2 separate regions of the Mus musculus genome follow, and region 2 is linked to region 1. A link is a contact called in public Hi-C data. All regions are on one chromosome and are shown on one strand. Each heading gives the region's core, a stretch centred on a gene start, on an enhancer-like site or on the middle of the called end of the contact. The rest is flanking DNA. Distances are from core to core; before and after follow the strand shown.

Region 1 (4,596 bases), core at 1,338-3,837:
ACCTATCCTAAATCAGATAGGGGACTAATATCCAACATATATAAAGAACTCAAGAAGGTGGACCTCAGAAAATCAAATAACCCCCTTAAAAAATGGGGCTCAGAACTGAACAAAGAATTCTCACCTGAGGAATACCGAATGGCAGAGAAGCACCTGAAAAAATGTTCAACATCCTTAATCATCAGGGAAATGCAAATCAAAACAACCCTGAGATTCCACCTCACACCAGTGAGAATGGCTAAGATCAAAAATTCAGGTGACAGCAGATGCTGGCGAGGATGTGGAGAAAGAGGAACACTCCTCCATTGTTGGTGGGATTGCAGGCTTGTACAACCACTCTGGAAATCAGTCTGGCGGTTCCTCAGAAAATTGGACATAGTACTACCGGAGGATCCAGCAATACCTCTCCTGGGCATATATCCAGAAGAAGCCCCAACTGGTAAGAAGGACACATGCTCCACTATATTCATAGCAGCCTTATTTATAATAGCCAGAAACTGGAAAGAACCCAGATGCCCCTCAACAGAGGAATGGATACAGAAAATGTGGTACATCTACACAATGGAGTACTACTCAGCTATTAAAAAGAATGAATTTATGAAATTCCTAGCCAAATGGATGGACCTGGAGAGCATCATCCTGAGTGAGGTAACACAATCACAAAGGAACTCACACAATATGTACTCACTGATAAGTGGATACTAGCCCAAAACCTAGGATACCCACAATATAAGATACAATTTCCTAAACACATGAAACTCAAGAAAAATGAAGACTGAAGTGTGGACACTATGCCCCTCCTTAGAAGTGGGAACAAAACACCCATGGAAGGAGTTACAGAAACAAAGTTTGGAGCTGAGATGAAAGGATGGACCATGTAGAGACTGCCATATCCAGGGATCCACCCCATAATCAGCTTCCAAATGCTGACACCATTGCATACACTAGCAAGATTTTACTGAAAGGACCCAGATGTAGCTGTCTCTTGTGAGACTATGCCGGGGCCTAGCAAACACAGAAGTGGATGCTCACAGTCAGCTAATGGATGGATCACAGGGCTCCCAATGGAGGAGCTAGAGAAAGTACCCAAGGAGCTAAAGGGATCTTCAACCCTATAGGTGGAACAACATTATGAACTAACCAGTACCCCTGAGCTCTTGACTCTAGCTGCATATGTATCAAAAGATGGCCTAGTCGGCCATCACTGGAAAGAGAGGCCCATTGGACACGCAGACTTTGTGTGCCCCGGTACAGGGGAACGCCAGGGCCAAAGGGGGGGAGTGGGTGGGTAGGGGAGTGGGGGTGGGTGGGTAAGGGGGACTTTTGGTATAGCATTGGAAATGTAAATGAGCTAAATACCTAATTAAAAAAAAAAAAAAAAAGACTTTTTTCGGTTCCCAGAGAGAGTGCTCCTCAAATTCACTAATCTGCATGACCCTAAGTTTATAAAGTGGGGAATTAGAAACAGTTACTGCTTTCTTCAGACTTTACTACACTATTGGGGAGGATCATTACTGAAGACTCGCTAATCAGATATTTAATTAAGCAATTGGTCTGTAATTTCTCAGATAAAAGAAGCCCTCTTTATTTGAAAAAACAATTTTATATCCACTCTCCATCTTAAAATGAGATTCATGTATAATACAGCCTGCCTCACACATACTAGAAAATAAAAACATAGAATAAAAATCATACTGAAAAGCAGCTGGAGCTGACAGATGTTTACAGTACCTGTTTCTGAATATAACTGCATAGACACGGCATGTTTCGATAAGAACATGAAAGTGGAAAACATGTGACTAGTCCATGGGGCCCCGCCGATGTAACAGCTATCAATAAGGATGAGATAGACACACTGCACTAGTGGTGTGGCCGTTATAGGACTGATACAATTAGTGATGTGGTTTCCTGATAGAGTGAGCAGTTCTTGGAACCTCTCAGAATAAAAATCTCCATATTCCCTTGATTTTCATGGTGGTTGCATTTCAGGAAAACACTGGGTATTCAGACAGTACAAAAGCACTGTCTGTTAAAATCAAGTTACATTCCACGCTCATGGAATTAAGTATGCTTTTATAAGAGAATATAAGTATGCTTATATCAGAGAATGCTACTTATCCTGAGTCCCCGAAAGAACACTTAGCACATAGTAGGGAATTGGTACATTTTTTTTATAATTGTGTGTAAGTTTTTCTTCTCCATGAAATTAAGCCAGACATCTGAATATTATGCAGGGTTAGAGGCAATTATCCACTGCGCAGTACTGCCCCAGACACCACAGAGGACAAGTATCTGTCACTCTTTTCACCAAGGCCTGTAATGTACCTAATTATTGTGAGACCCTTAAAGCCACAGCTACTAATTTCTAAATTGCTCCTTTGGGGTGCTGCTATTTAGAACCACAAAATGAAGTAATGATGGGGGCTATGGTGTCTACTAGATTCCTGGGAAAATGTGCTCACAAGATGATGCAAGAGTCAGTGGAGATGAGGCAGCCCTGTTTAAAGGACCATGCTCTGAAGCATGTGAACAACGGCATTGACACAACACTGGGAAAAGAGAAGCTGCTGTCGGCTTTGAGGGGCATGGGATGCAAAGCATAACCACACATTGCTCAAAAGAACCTTTGTGAGAAGAAGAGAAAGATGTCTGTTCTGGCTATACACATTAGTCACTTGTTCCATAGCTGTGACAAAAGACTTGACAGAATAAGTTGAGGTTGGGACAATGTAGTCTGGTTCCTGTCTTCAGAGTCCCTTGGTCTGATGCACTTGGACAAGATATCAAGGAAGTCAGAGTGTGTAGGGTTTGCTGATTCATTTCCTAGTGGATAGTTAATAGAGGGAAGGGTACAGGAAGAGGCCAAGGTACAGCTGTATCTTAGTGAGGCTCTCCATTGCTATGAAGAGACACTGACCAAGGCAAACAAAGGAAAATATTTAAGTGGTGCTGGCCTACAGATTCAGAGGTTCACTCCATTATCAAGACAAGAAGCATGGCAGCATCCAGGTAGACATGGTACTGGAGAAAGAGCTGAGAATTCCACATCTTGATAAGAAGGTAGCATGGAGAAGAGCCCACCTCCATGGTTACATACTTCTACCAACAAGGCTACACCTACTCCGACAAGGTCACAACTCCTAATAATGTTACTCCCTGGACAAAGTATATTCAAACCACCACAAGCTGTAAAGATACTTCTCTGGTGACCTAGTCCTTCAACCTAGTGTGACCTCCTGTCTTTCCATCACTTTGTCACAAAGCCATACTATTATGAATCCATTAAGGGGATAATCCATTGATGAAGTAAGATCTGTCTCATGGTCTCTTGAAATGCCATCACAGTCACAGCCACAGGTATACTTGGCCAATTGCCTAGGCATTCCTTAATCCAGTCAAGTTTGTAATGAAGATTAACCATCAACAATGGACCAGTTAGAAAAATAGTCCTGCGCAATGGCTAATGGAGCCCATACTATTCCTCTTCCAGGAGCTTGTGGTCAGAAGAATGGATTAAAATCATCTTAAGAAAAATAGTAGACATTTGAATATCTGTCCCAGCAAGCCACTCTACACTCTTCCCCATTGCTTAAATATGTGAATTCTGTAAACAATACCAGGGCAGGAGAAGTCAGAGTTCCTGTTTTTGGTTGTTTGTTTGTTGTTTTTCTTTGTTGTTTTTTTTAACAAACCAAGAAAGAGATTTATTGATAACCTGAGATTTGGGATTATTTTCTCATTCTCTTCAGAAATGAAAATGTTTCCTCAAACCTTTTTTTTTTTATTACAAAGATCTAGGAAGAAAATTCTCTTTATGTCAAAAATATTTTAATTTTATGCCAATTGCAAATTAATATAGTGTATGCTACATTAATTTTCTATAAATCTTATAAGAGAACAGAATTTGTATATATAGTGCCAAAATATTACATTAAATTACATTTGCTACTATGATAATTAAATGCTTAATTTTTACACAAAGCTCCATATGGCTTGGGCTGATCTCAAACACCGAGCGTGGAAGCTGAGGTTGATCTTGAACTCCTAATCTTCCTGCCTTTACCTCTCTTGTCCAGGAATTGCAGGCATATGGCACCACACTTGGCAACGTATTTAATCTTAAAGTACTTCACATGACTGAAGTAATTTTTTGGTAATACCAGGAATTAGACACAGTACCTCATAAGTATTAGTTAAGCACTCTTCCACTCAGTTACATCTCAGTTCAATTTTCAGTTTGTATTTTTGATATACTGTCTTAGTAATTTGCACTGGCTGATCCTGAACTCATTCTTTAACCCAAGTACTTTTAAAAAAATGGGTATTTTCTTTATTTACATTTCAAATGTTATCCCCTTTCCTGGTTTTCCCTTCAAAAAACACTCTCCCCCTATCCTCTCCCTCCTCCCCCTGCTCCCCAACCCACCCACTCCTGCTTCCTGGCCCTGGAATTCCCCCACACTGGGGAATAGAACCTTCAGCTCCCATTGATGACCGACTAGGCCATCCTCTGCTGCATATGCAGCTGGAGCCATGACTCCACCATGTGTGCTTTTTGGTTGGTGGGTTAGTCCCTGGGAGCTCTGGGGGTACTGT
Region 2 (4,596 bases), core at 1,464-3,963, 360 kb after region 1:
CAGGGAAGGTGCGCAGATATCTTGTTTTTGGACCTCCTCCTGGTCGAAGAAGAATGCCCAAAACAGGGCCTCTCTCAGAAGCTGTGTTGCTTTGGCAGTTCCCAGAAGCTGTCAGCTTCTGTGGTGCAGACTCTCACCTGTGCAGACTAAAATCCTAAGTTCCAGGGAGTCCTGGAACCAAGATGGTGACCGCTGCTCCTGAGGCTGAGGCCGTCTCCCGAGCCAGGCGGACACCTGTCCTCTGGTCCGGACGGTGGCCGGCTGTCTGTGGCCCGCCAAGAGTGCTGCCTCAGCGGCTCTGTGCTTCTGCCCGTCCCAGAAGCTGTCCGGTTCTCTGGCGCACCCTCTGACCTGTTCAGACTAATTTCCTAAGTTCTGCTGAGTCCCGGAACCAAGATGGCGACCGCTGCTGCTGATGCTGAGGCCGCCTCCCAACCAAGATATTTTTCTAAAAACAAAATGGAAGCTCAGAGATAGAGTTCTTGAAGTTATTTATTGAAATATCCCATAGGTAAATCCTTTACACACTACTCAGTTAAATCCATTCTTCATCTCAATATAAGGGAATGAACCAACACTCTGTGCTTGCCTTCTGAGCTAAATTTCCAATCCCGGCACATAGTTAATAATCCTTGCTGTCTTTACCATGTCCTACCTTCCTATGTTCAAGCTGGCATTTGTTTAGAAGGACTCAGTGTATCTGGATCAGTGAGACTAGCTGGTGCTAAAAGCATACAGTCCTACACTCTCAGACAGACAGAGTGAAAGAAGAAATCCACGGTGCTAAGGCAACAACCTACAGCTAATGGATACTGAAAATTCCTTAAATGCTAGAAAACAGTTACATGTGTTCATTATTAGATTTTCCATGAAGACACACATCAAAGGCTAATATCCTGTATTTGTCAGGGTTCTCTAGAGGGATAGACCTAATACAGTATATATACACATATACATACACACAGACACACACACACAGACACACACACATACAGAGTTGTATATATACATGATTTATTAGAGTGGCTCACAGGCTTATGCCCAGCTAGTCCAACAATGGCTATCTACCAGTCTGGGCTCTCATAATGTAGCCACAGTGTCCTAAGTTGTTCAAATAAAACCTATGTCATAGCCATAACTGCAGAGTTTGCCTGTTTTTATAGTAGTAGTAGTAGTAGTAGTAGTAGTAGTAGTACACTGTCTCTCTTCAGAGACACCAAAAGAGGGCATTGAATCCCATAGAGATGGTTGTGAGCCACCATGTTGTTGTTGGGATTTGAACTCAGTACCTCTATAAGAGCACTCAGTGTTCTTAACCACCGAGCAATCTCTCCAGCCCCCCTAGTTTGGCTTTTAATGTGGATGGTATTTATATTATAACTTCTAGTGAAAGCAGTTACAGGCTGGGCTTGTTTCTATTAATAAGATTATTATTGAATTTTTCCATTTTATTTCAAAGTTACCTTTTATTTCTAGAATCTCCCAATACAAAAATAAGATTTATACACGCTCAATTTAATGATTTTTTTTAACTGAGAAATTTAATAACCAAATAAAAACGGTCATTAGCAATGCAAATTTACTTTAACTTAAAGGAGCCAAGTTTGAGTTTCAAGAATTATAATAGCATCCTAAAGTACCATTATTCTTAAGAGATCTAGAAGATAATCCTCTGAAACTTTCTAGATTAGAGAAAGTCACCTGAACTTTGTAATGAAATGCCTCAGTTTTAACCCTCCCTGTCAGCTACCAACACATATGCTGTGATATCTTATGCTGGCCAATATTTTTTTAGAAATTTTAAATTTTTAAATTTATTTCACTTTATGTAATGTGGGTATTTTTGTCTACATGTATGTCTTTGCATTGTGTGCGTGGCTGGTACACATGGAGGCCAGAAGGAGATGGGGCAATGGGACCCTGAGAGTGGAGTCATAGATGTTTGTGAGCTACCATGGGGGTCCTTGGATTCAAAGCTGATTCCTCTAAACAGCAGCCATTGCTCTTAGCTATTAAGGTACCACTCCAGCCCTTTTTAGAGATGTTGCCAGTAAAAAGTACATTCAAATTATATTATATTTTAAAATGTTTTCAAAACACTTTTTGAATCATGATTCCATTTGAACTGCAAACTTATGATTTGACCTAAGGAAAAAAAGAGAAAGAGATACTAGCACTTCTGTTATACAGCTGCTGAGAAACCTACCCCCAGGCACAGGAAGGGGTGGAGTGCTGTGGAACTACTTACCAGACCATGGAGGTGGGAGGGGCTCATGAGGGAGGCCCTATCAGAACCCGGGGATCTATAGGCAGTCATGGCTGTTAGGGCAGGCAGAGAGATTTTCTTCAGTGGTGTAGCCACTGGCGGTTTAGAATCATCTCAAACGCAATCATACCCACTGAAAATTACAAGGACACATCTCTCAGTCCAGAGGGACTGGCTAAGCTTTCTAGCTGTTGGGGGAGGGGGTGCGTTAAAAGACTAGCTATTGTGATTACACTTCTGTCCACTCTATGCCCAGCCCAGATCTCTGGAATAATTGGGAGACATACAGAGTGCCATCATCTCTTTCCTCCTCATCACAGTTCTGTACCCACAGACAAAGAACCAAGGCGATATGAGTCACAGGAGCGTCACAAGCTTATAGTGAGTGATAACTGGGTGTGCTGAGTCATAGAACTTCCCCAGCTTATAGTGAGTGATAACTGGGTGTGCTGAGTCACAGGACTTCACCAGCTTATAGTGAGTGATAACTGGATGTGCTGAGTCACAGGACTTCACAAGCTTACAGTGAATGATAACTGGATATGCTGAGCATAATGCATATGCTTTGATGCCTAGCTGTGTATATAAACCCATTCAAAAGGCTTCTTTTAAAAAGTGTATAATGAGAAAAACCAATGGTTTGATTCCTTTCCTGGAGATATTTAGGTAGCAAGGAAAGAATCATTCTAGAAACAATAAGCATACCTCCAAAGTGCCCACTCCTAAGTATAATCCTGGGAGCAAAGGGCTAAGAGTGGAAGACAGCTGAATAGCAATAATGCTACAAAGAGGATTAGTCATGTGGTGTACCTTTCATTCTCTTGGTTTTACTGATGCAACAATCAAAGTTCTCAAAGAAATACTTTATAAATATATTTAATGTTTTTCAAAAGATATATGCAGTGTACACTCCCCATAGGTAAAAAGGACAACCTGCCCACTAATGACACCACCTTGAGGAATCTTGCAGGTACAATAGTAAAGGAAAACAGAAACAAGGTACTTTGGTGGAAGGAAGGATTCAAAATACATGTGTTTTTGAAGCAACAGGCAGACTTGATTGGAAGGGAAGCCCCATGAACAATGTGTATCTGTGGGGTCACTGGAATGTTTTGAACAAAACAGGAACAGAAGGTTGCCAAGGAGAGGGGAGATGTGCTTAGTGACAGGGTGACAGCCATAAGGATCTGCTCATTTGTCACGACCTGGCTGTGAAGATTGTCTCTGTCAGCACATGGAGCAAGAGATACATGTACACAGCACATGTACAGGAGTACAGTGTGCTTTGTTATTTGTTTCAAATACAGTTGGCTTGCAGTAAGAAAGAGGAGGAAGGGAGATGTCAACCCTGCTTGCAAGTATGAACACTCTTGATATTGGTTCCCTTCTTGCAGCGACGAACACTCTTAGTTCCGAAACTCCATCTACTCTTTTGTCTTAAGCAATGCCAACACTTTCAGCCAAGTTCTGGTTCTTCTTTCTATCCTGAAGCTGTTTCTTTAAGGGAAAGGGAGCCTGAGAGCAGAAAGAAGGCAGCCTACCCGAAGCCCTACACAGGAGCCTCTGAAGAAAAGATGCTCATTCCTGATTGAGCACACAGGAGCCAAATTGCCAGGAAAGGCCTCTCCAATCAATAACACATGGCATTTGTCTTTGATAAGTGGCTCTGTCTGCTTTTGTGCCTCTGTATTAGTCAACTGCTGGTCAAAAGCAAAACTGCTTCATGTTCGGGGAGTGGGAGGCCTTGGAGAGAGAGAACAAAATAACATGTAATTACATTGCCCACTAGACATGTTATTTTGCTCTGAAGGGGACAAACAAGAGGAGGGAGAAAAGAAGGTTAAGGATACAGGGGCCAATATATTTGTTGTATAATATGTAGTTGTATGGAATGTCCTTATGTAGCACAGTACCATGAACATACACATTCAAAATTTAGACAACATGCTACTTTTGTTGAAAGCCAATGCATACCTATGAACCCTTATGCTTTTTTTACATCGTAATTATTTTAATTTTGAATCGTAATTTCATTCTTAGATTAGGATTGGCAAAATACAAAATATAGTCACCAAGCACACATCTCTACAAAAGTTGTTAAACTTGTCAGACTCCCCAACATGTCATTTAATTTAACATTAAATTTAACATTAACATTAAGCTGCTAGTGATTTTACTTTTCCTTGATACTATGTAAATTATGCAAGTACTTTCATATAATAAAATGAAACAGCACTGATTCCTAGTAGGAGTTTAAATGAAATAAATAACTAAATAGATTAGTGATGCCTGTTTCCTGCTTAGGGTAAAAGCTACATCATACAAAGTGG

The links. A called contact is a pair of places that touch in the nucleus more often than the background predicts.
Region 2: a Hi-C map of the G1E-ER4 cell line shows a contact between it and region 1, with 2.4 times the contacts expected there. The contact joins two enhancer-like sites. A contact is called at or near these places in 1 of 484 Hi-C or Micro-C datasets (the G1E-ER4 cell line) and 1 of 115 datasets of contacts at active chromatin or transcription factors (embryonic stem cells).

Annotation. Positions count from the first base shown.
Region 1 is chr1:14,118,699-14,123,294 of GRCm38.p6, forward strand. All of the region lies in intron 3 of Gm39596 (a long non-coding RNA gene), which reads left to right. Among named protein-coding and RNA genes, the nearest start is that of Gm39596, 79 kb to the left of the region's middle. Within about 2 kb of position 2,588, at least 4 of the 459 cell types and tissues checked have an H3K27ac peak or open chromatin away from gene starts, as enhancers often do. A contact at or near this core is called in the G1E-ER4 cell line, where this site is marked.
Region 2 is chr1:14,482,043-14,486,638 of GRCm38.p6, forward strand. No RefSeq gene overlaps it. Among named protein-coding and RNA genes, the nearest start is that of Eya1, 170 kb to the left of the region's middle. Within about 2 kb of position 2,714, at least 61 of the 459 cell types and tissues checked have an H3K27ac peak or open chromatin away from gene starts, as enhancers often do. A contact at or near this core is called in the G1E-ER4 cell line, where this site is marked.